Linked DNA regions of Anas platyrhynchos: region 2 is linked to region 1. Evidence: chromatin contacts called from public Hi-C data. All regions are on one chromosome and are shown on one strand. The core of a region is the stretch at or near the end of the contact, and the rest is flanking DNA. Distances in the headings are between cores, read along the strand shown.

Region 1 (4,423 bases), core at 325-2,824:
GAAAGTGTGGGGAGCTGGGGGTCGGCCTCTTCTCACAGGTAACTACTGATAGGACTAGAGGGGATGGCCTCAAGTTGCACCAGACAAGGTTCATGTTGGAAATGAGGAGACATTTCTGCTTAGAAAGAGCAGTCAGGCGTTGGAACAGGTTGCCCCAGGAAGTGGTGGTCACTGTCCCTGCAGGTGTTTAAGGAAAGGCTGGATGTGGCACTTAGGGACATGGTTTATTGGGTGACACTGGTGGTAGGGAGGTGGTTGGACCAGATGAAACTGGAGGTCTTTTCCAACCTTAATGATTCTATGAAAAGCGTAAACTACCAAAGATGGCTGTCTGTTACATGACAGAAATGGAGTGTGCTGAGTGAGGAAACAGTGAGGGAGACACTCATGATCCTTAGTGAAAAATGAAGAAGATTCTCCTGTACGAAAACACATTTACTCCTAATTCAGCAAACTACTCCATATGGATGAAACCTACATGTAGCTCCAGTGACTTTAATGGGCCTAGCAACAAGTTCCGATTCTCTGCTAGTGAGGTATACAGCCAAATATGCAGTTTATCAGTTTTCCTAAACTAGTTTTATCTTGGAAAAGAACTTGTCTCTGTGTGCAAAGTGGAGAACCAGGATTACAGGTATAAGACAGCAGTACTGGTCAACAGCAGTCTTATGCAGTAAAATTGGGAAAAAGAATACGACAGTCAAATTAGAATTGGAATCTGCAGGGTTTTCCAATTTGTCCAATGATATACAGTGTGGTATATCACAGTGCAATATACCATGCATATACACCATATACAGTGTGGTATATCATATATTCCACAGTATGGTGTATATATATACCATAGGAATGGTTCACTTGTCACACCTTGCATCTCCTTTAACACCACCCTGCCCTTCCTTCCTTTGTGTGTAAGGTATCAGGGATAGCACCAGGTGAAGCTGGAGCTCTGCCTAAAATACTGAGTGTCTGCACTTGGTGCTCTTCCTAAGCGAAAGCAGCAGGGAAATAAATGACTGCTACAGGGAAATAAATGACTTTCTACAGGGAAATAAGTGACTGCTGCTTTTTATGCCTCTGCCCCCAAAAATGATAAGCAGGTGAGAGCTGCCTGAACCTGAATTTCGTGTTACTGTTGCTTGATAACCTAATAGGCAACAACAGAGGGACGGGAGCGATTTTTGTGATGTTTGAGGAAGTTTGTTTACATGATTACCGTGCTGCTATACTAGACTTGAATTTTAATCAAATAGAGGTCTAAACTTCTCATAACGATTGCAAGTAATGTGAAATAGCTTGTAGTTTTCCTTTATTCACCCCTGATCCATGAGGCAAGCGAAGGTCAGACTGAACTCCAAGACTTGGCCATTTCCCCCAGTCTCTCTGCCGCGCTCCCTATTGCCTTTTTATTTCGGTAACAACCCACACCCTCACATCGCTCTCCCATTCTCGAAGGCCGGGTATACACATTTAAATGCCTCAAAAACACCCCGGGCTCAGCTAACATCACTGGGGCAAGGGACGGCGCCTCCCCTCGCCTCCTGCACGAAGGCAGCGGAGGGGCGGAGGCAGCGGCCGAGTGGCGGCTGCTGTGGTAAATGGGGATGGCGGGCGCCACCCTTCCTTCGGCCGGGGGTGGGGACGGAAGGCTGCGGGGCCAATGGAGGGAAGGGCAGGGCCGAGCAGGGCCGAGCCGGGCTGAAGGGAGCCGAGCCGGGCCGGGCCGAGCGCAGGTGGGCATCGGGGCTGTGGGGTCGGGGGCTTGAGGCGAGCTGAGGCGGGCTGGGCTGGGGGTGGCTCGGCGGCACCGCTGCGGGGGGTGTGGGACCGGCAGCTGTGCTGGGTCATCCTAGGAAGGATATGTGTGTGGTTATGTGTATATATGCATATATGAAATGGAAAATGATCTGTATTTGTTGTTCCCGGAGTGATAAAGCGTCTGTTGTGTCTCTTTCTGAGTGCGCAGAGGTGGCTGGCCGTGTGTTTAGGTGGACAACAAAGCTGGCCCCATGTTGCAGGCCAGCTGAGCTGTGGTGCTCCTGTGTCTCCTTGGGGCAGCTTGTGGTGGGGCCATATTAACTGCCCCTGGTGCCCTGAGCCCTCGGACAGGGTTCAGGAGGACAGCCCGGGTGTCCCCGGTGTGTCCCTGGGGCACCGCCAGCAGGACCAGAACTGGGAGCTGCTCCTCCGTGTGAGGTTGGACCCAGGCTTTGAGGTGTCCCTGGTGTGTGTAGGTCTGTATCCACTCATATTGACTGCTACGGGTTTGGGCCTAGGGCTGGCGAAATAATTCTTCTGACCTTCTTGGGGAAGGGTCCGGTTTCAGCTCTGTCAGCAGAGTAACGCCGTGGCTGCGTGACGTGCCTCTCTGTGGGAAAGTAATGCTAGTGTGTATGTTTTGGCTTTATTTGTTGGCACCAATCTGGAAATTTTTCCTCCTAATTGTTATCCTACCACTTGGAATTGCTGAAAATGTTTTCCTCCCCTGTATGTTAACCAGCAGCTGTGATTACAGGTGAAACTTAGGGGACCATCAGGCCGTCGGTGTCAGCCCAAAGCTTTCTCTCTGTCTAACTGTAGCAAAGGAAAACTGCTTCTCTTCATCTGATTGCTATCAAAGAGAACAATATATATGGAGGAGTTTAAAATCTCAAGTGGATTATTAAATATTATGCCAGCCAGCAGCAGCTGTTCTGTGCTATACCTTACACTGGTAATATTTATCAAGGATGAAAAACATAGCAAACAACTTGGTTTTGTTGCAGCACAGTGATGCTATAGCATGAAATTAAAAAGCAAGCCAGGGCTAGATCCTCATATTCGTTTGAATTGGCCCCATTTCAGTGTAATTGATAGAGTGGATTTATCCCAGTTGAGAGAGATCTCTTGCACAAAACACATACGGAAAGAGAGAAATGGTAACTCCTGCTTCCCTGTAGGCTTCACAAGGCTGCTATAACATAGGGTTTGCTGTAGTCTCACCTCAGCTGCTCCATTATAAGCAATGCTTAACTACTGACCTAGTTTTTGTCCCCTTTCATTTCTGCTATGTGGTTTTGAGAGTTTGGTCTTTTGGTTCTTAAACATCTTGTGATTTTTTTAATGTGTATTAATAGTTTGGATCTATCCACAGAGGAAAACCTTGCCTGATGTCCTGTGGCTTACTGGGTCAATTTGAAGACTATCTGGCACCCAGTGTTTCTGTCCTTCATTGGCTTTATTTAGTAGACCATGCTCTGTCATGTGAATATAAATTCAGCTTGCATTTCATCCTTCTGAAAGCTCCTCTTGTGGTATAGCCAGAAGGCAATTGTGCTTGTCTCAGCCCTCTACTTTGCTTCCCTAATCTGTCCTTTCCCCTCTTCAGCTCAGTCTAGGGAAACACATGGTCTGTATGCACTGATCTATTTAAAATGACCAGAAAAATGACCATATCCAGGAAAGAAGGTTGTGCTGACTGTGTGGCTGTGAGTGACCAGTGTGGTCCTTCCTCCCTGAAATCAGTGACGGTGTAAACCAGAGCTCTGTCTGGCGGCCAGCACAGCCTTGGTGCCAGTTAGTGCAACTCAGAGGGGTAAATGGTGGTGTTAGACAAACTGCACTGGGGTTGGTGGTAGGGCATAGGGCTCCTGCCTCTGTAAGCCGTTCACCAAAGAGCCCTGCTTGGCCCTGTGCTCCTCTTTCCTCCTCTGGGCACTGGGTCTGGGGCTGCTTGGGCAGCCAGCCTGGGAGCCTGTCATACTGAAACCTGGCTCAGCGAAAGCTATGGCAAGCAAGCACCTGTTGTCTCTTCAAAAGAACTGGGTTGCTGATGAGCACCTGGTGCTGGCACAAGAGACAGGGTGGTGGGACAACTCATTGGCAGTAGCACAGATTTAGGTCACTTTCAGGTACCTGTGAATACAACTTTGGAGATGAAAAGCATTGTAGCATCTTTGCTTTTATCCTTTTTGAGAGGGAATAACAGAAAATATCTGGCGATATTACAACAGGAGACTCTTCCCATGTAATTATGAGGGTTAGAAGTTACTGGTGTGTTTTTGCTACCTGTATAATTCTTCCAGTGGGTACAACTAGGATGGTGAAAGTAGGCTAATTGGCTGTGCCTTCTGAAACCTCTGCAATATCGCTGTGCTCACATAGAAGCTGCAACACAATTTTTGCTGAAATACTGGGAGAAAAAGGTCTTTGTTTTTATGCGGTTGTTAAAACCTAAACATTAGTCCCAAACGCTGAAAGAGTAAACTTTACTCTTACAACTGAACTAGAATCTAGGCTCTCAGCTGTAAACTGTGAGCCCCACGTGCTCAGAATGTGTTGAGCAACTGGGGAGTGGAGACTTTGGGCTCTGTAAGGAGAAAAAAAAAAAAAAAAAACACAAAAAGGGAAGTGTTAGGCAGCTCACTGCAACACAGCTACTGTG
Region 2 (4,332 bases), core at 802-3,301, 140 kb before region 1:
TCCTCCTGCAGTGATCAGCACAGCAAAACAGAGGTTGTGGAGAAAGCAGCACAAGTAACAACACTTGACTTGGCTGTTCCAACCTCCTCTGAGACTCCTGCAGCAGAAGAGGCTGCTGGCCTCGCTCTGCAAGACTGCCAAGCAGGACACACAGTCCCTTTGAGGACCACTTCTCAAGCAAACTGGCTCATGACCTGAAGAAATTCCTAAGCGGGCTGCAGGAGGCAGAGGCAAAATTTGAAGGGAACGCCAGAACCCAAAGTCCTGTATCAGGACAGAACCACAACCAAAGTTTTCCCCGAACAACAGCTCTGGAGCTCGCTCTCCAGCCTCATCACGGGAGTGCTCTGCTTTGTTATGACTCAGACACATTAGGTACCAACCTGTCACCGTTCCAGTTACCCATCAGACCAAATAACTGTGCAGCGGTTTGTCTCTGAGCAACGCACATAAACACCTGCTGCACTAACAGCACTCAGCGTGGTGTTATTATTATTACCGATGATAGAGAGTTACTGACCTAGGAAGGCATTCTACATACCACTCTGCAACTCAAGGGATAGCTCTGAGCTGAAAAATCAAAGAGTTTCATGCAGGGGCAGTAAGGAAACAGAAAGGCTTCAAAGATGGGAGCCCCAGTGACAACTGAACCATCAACCAGAACTGTAAAAGGACATGCCTATTTCTTGCCAGACTCTCCCCACAATCAGATTATATGGCTACCCTTTTGGCACCACAGCCACACAGCTGCCACACTGGGGTTGCTCTCAACATTCCTGGAAGTCACACACACCTCCGGCACTCAGTCACACGCTCCTGAGCTACGAGCTCATGTTTGGTGTTTTACTGGAGAACTGCTCATGGCTCTGTCCCTAGCATGAAGGCTTTAGGGGCACCAGCCGGCAGGGTACACAGAAGGGGGCAGATCTCCTTCACCACTTGAGCTGCGCACCTAAAGTGTGACTTCTCTCCGTGCAGGCAATGGAACCTCACAGAATCACAGAATTTCTAGGTTGGAAGAGACCTCAAGATCATCGAGTCCAACCTCTAACCTAACACTAACAGTCCCCACTAAACCATATCCCTAAGCTCTACATCTAAACGGCTTTTAAAGACTTCCAGGGATGGTGACTCCACCACTTCCCTGGGCAGCCTCCAGGCAAGCTAGACTTAGGTTTATGGAATTTCTCCCAGCACACCTCTGTCTACCACAGTTTCTTAAATAAAGTATGAAAAAACAAAAGGGAGACCAATTTGCTTTCTGGCTGCACGTATAGATAACAAACTGCCAAGTTCCAGGTGGAAACAAAAGTCCAAGTCATGATGCTGCTGGAAGACCTGGGTGCCCACAGCATGCCAAACAGTGGAAGTCAGGCTTCCACGCAGAGTTCCTCAGACAGCAATCCAAAGGAAAAGAGCAGATGCAGCAGAAACGGCACCCAGCTGGTGGCGTGCCCTGAGTCTCCTTTTAACCCCCCTGCGCTCTCTGCGGAAACCTCACACGTGGCCGCCCGCAGGGGGTTCCCCGGGAGAGAAGAAAAACGGCCCGCACACAGCGCCCTGCTGGAGCACGGGCCCTGCGCCTGGCGCTGCGCTCCGCAGCGAGGCACAGAAAGTCAAAATAAATAAATAAACAAATAAATAAATAAATAAATAAATAAATAAATAATTAAATACAGGGATGGGGAGCGGAGAAGCGCAGCGAGGGCACGGGGGGAGAGGAGGGGAGCAGGGGGCGCGGGGCCCGGGGAGGAGCCCCTGAGGCGGCTCCGTGAGGGACCCCCTGAGGGACCCGGGCCCAGCCCCCGGCCCCCCCGGCCCCCCCGGCCCCGCTGCCCCCGGGCCGTGCCGTGCGGTACCTGCACCATGAGGGCGAGGCGCAGCGAGTCCTTGGCGATGCTCTCGCCGCACTTCTTGCAGGAGGCGCGGCCGCTCTTGGCGTACTCAGCGCGGTACGGCTTCTCCGACGGCTCCGCCATCCCTGCCCTGCCCCTGCCCCTGCCGCCCGCAGCCGCTGCCTCCCGCCGCCTCACGGCCGCCCCTGCGCCAGGCACCGCGAGCCGAGCGCCGAGCGCAGCGCCCCGCAGCGCAGCGCAGCCGAGCCGGGGCCCGGCCGGATCGACCGCTCGGCAGGCGTCGCGCCGCGCCTGGCAGCGCCTCGAACCTTCCGCCTCGCCGCCTGAGGGGAGGGGGCGGGGGCGGGCAGGCGCGGGCACGCGGCGGGAGCGCGGCGCGGCCCCGCCCCTCAGCATGGCGGGAGGAGGGGGGGGGGCTGAGGGGACGCTGTGAGGCGGCGGCTGTGAGGCGGCCGCCTTCGCTCGGCTCTTCCTCCGCCACCAGCTCGCTGAGTGCGCTAGGTGGAGCTGCGAGCCCGCAGCCGGGCACATCTGGTCCGTGAAGCACCACACGAACACCGCACAGCCTGCACGGCACCCAGTTCCCTCACAGCTGCCTCAGCCTCACTGCACCTCAACTGCCCTCATGGCGCCCCTCAGCAGGGGCAGGTCCCCACACGCAGCCCCAGGGTCTCCCCCCAACAAATGCAGCCTCACAGCAAGCCACGCACACACAAAGGTCCCGAGTCAAGGCAGTGGGTTGTTTAACCCAGCTCCCCACTCGCACAGTGTGCCAGTAGCAGGGCCTGCTCCCCCAAACGCCTCCCAGCCCCCTAAGATTTGGGTTTCCTGCGTAGTGTCCCCAGGGGAAATTGTTCTTCCGTGAGACTGTCCAGTTCCTCTGAATATACCCTTCTGTTTATACAGTGTTTATTTACAGAGTACCAGAAACGGAGATAGGGCTTCTTGTTAGTGTTTCTGCCTTCTGGGGCTGCTTCCACTCCTAAAGCAGGGCAGCACTTTCTAAATAATAAAGTGCTTCTATACAACCTGCATCCTAGAGACCAGCAGGGATCTGTAAAATATCATGAGGTGGCCTACGGAGCCACGCACAGACATTCGCAGGCATGGAAACATGAAAGCATGCAAAAAAAAAGTGACAGGAACAAATGGCTGTTCAAAGTTTAGCCTTTGTTGTTGTTGTTGTGAAGTAAAGCCGCTAAATCAACACTATACAACATGGGTTTGGGTGGATTTTCTTTTTACAAGGGGGTAGGTGGCTCTTTAGTAACGTGTTCAAACAGTGCTTGAAAGGATCAGGTGAGCAGCTCTGTGTATTTTACCTCATTTTGAGAAGTGGTGTACTGGAGTCTGTATGGTTATAACCAGTGTAAGTCTTTCTGAAACAGGAATGCCTACACAAAGAATTACACCGTTATTATTCTAACTTTATTAAAACATAATTTCCTCTGTAGACAAACTGTCATCCTGATTTGTGGTGTTTGCCACAAATATTTGCCAGGTCCTGCTAGCCCCTGCCGTAAATCTAACGGTCTCAGATGGCTTGCCTTTGTCACACCTTTGTCACTCAAGTGCGACACGTGGATCACAACACGTCCCCCTTCCCCTCTCACATGCCAGCATGGGACTAGTGGGTTAGTGCTCACACAGAGCCCTCAGTAACACAAACGGCACTGAGGACACTAGGTTTTGTTGCAAACCAGAGGATGCTCTGTGGCAGCTGTGAGATGCAGCGCCTGCAAGGCCAGTTTCCTAGGCAACCATCCATTTAAGTAAATCTGGTAGTTTAGAAGCCCCAGTATTTGGCTGCTGGGTTTTACAAGACGCTGCAGCAACAGCAGTTAAAGAGGGTAGGATTTTTTTGTTTCCACATATCTAACAATATTCCTGTGTCAGTGGACTGCCAACTTCTGGGATCCTGCTAGATGATGAGTGCCATGAGGACATGCAAGATCAATGTTTTGTTTTTCCTTTCTGTTAGCAGAGCAGGAATTGTGAGCTAGAGAAAGTTTAGAGAAGACAGAGCCAGACCCTTTGGAAAGGTGTACACTAGAAGAAAGAAAGGCAATGGACACAATCTGGAACAGGAAATTTTGACTTTGATATCAGGAAAAAAAAGGTCCTCGTGAGTGTGATAAAGAACTGGAACAGGTGTGCAGGGAGGCTGTGGGATCTCCATCCTCGGAGGTACTCAAAACTCACCTGGACAAGGCAACCTGGTGTTGGTGGACTCAATTCAGGAAAAACAAAGTAATCATTTCCACATTTTCTTGAAGGTGCAGTAATTCTTATGTTCCTGGTGGAGAACCAATAGAGTGATACGGCATTTAACATCATAGCCAAGGAGAAAGAGTCATAAACTAAATATAAGGGCATAAAGCAGAGAGGCCAAATCCTGCCAGTAGCTGAGCACATGCATCAGCCTTAACAGAATTTGAGGCTGCTCACCATCTTGTAAGATCACATTTTAAGAAAG

What was found. A called contact is a pair of places that touch in the nucleus more often than the background predicts.
Region 2: a contact with region 1 is called in a Hi-C map of subcutaneous adipose tissue, with 3 times the contacts expected there. The contact joins the promoter of PARP1 here to the promoter of PSEN2 in region 1. A contact is called at or near these places in 4 of 8 Hi-C or Micro-C datasets (liver, skeletal muscle and subcutaneous adipose tissue).

The regions. Positions count from the first base shown.
Region 1 is chr3:19,939,955-19,944,377 of IASCAAS_PekinDuck_T2T, reverse strand. It overlaps PSEN2 (presenilin 2), which reads left to right and starts at 1,574. Exons shown (of 11, transcript XM_038176124.2): 1 at 1,574-1,733.
Region 2 is chr3:20,079,211-20,083,542 of IASCAAS_PekinDuck_T2T, reverse strand. It overlaps PARP1 (poly(ADP-ribose) polymerase 1), which reads right to left and starts at 2,051. Exons shown (of 23, transcript XM_038177158.2): 1 at 1,860-2,051. The coding sequence starts at 1,979.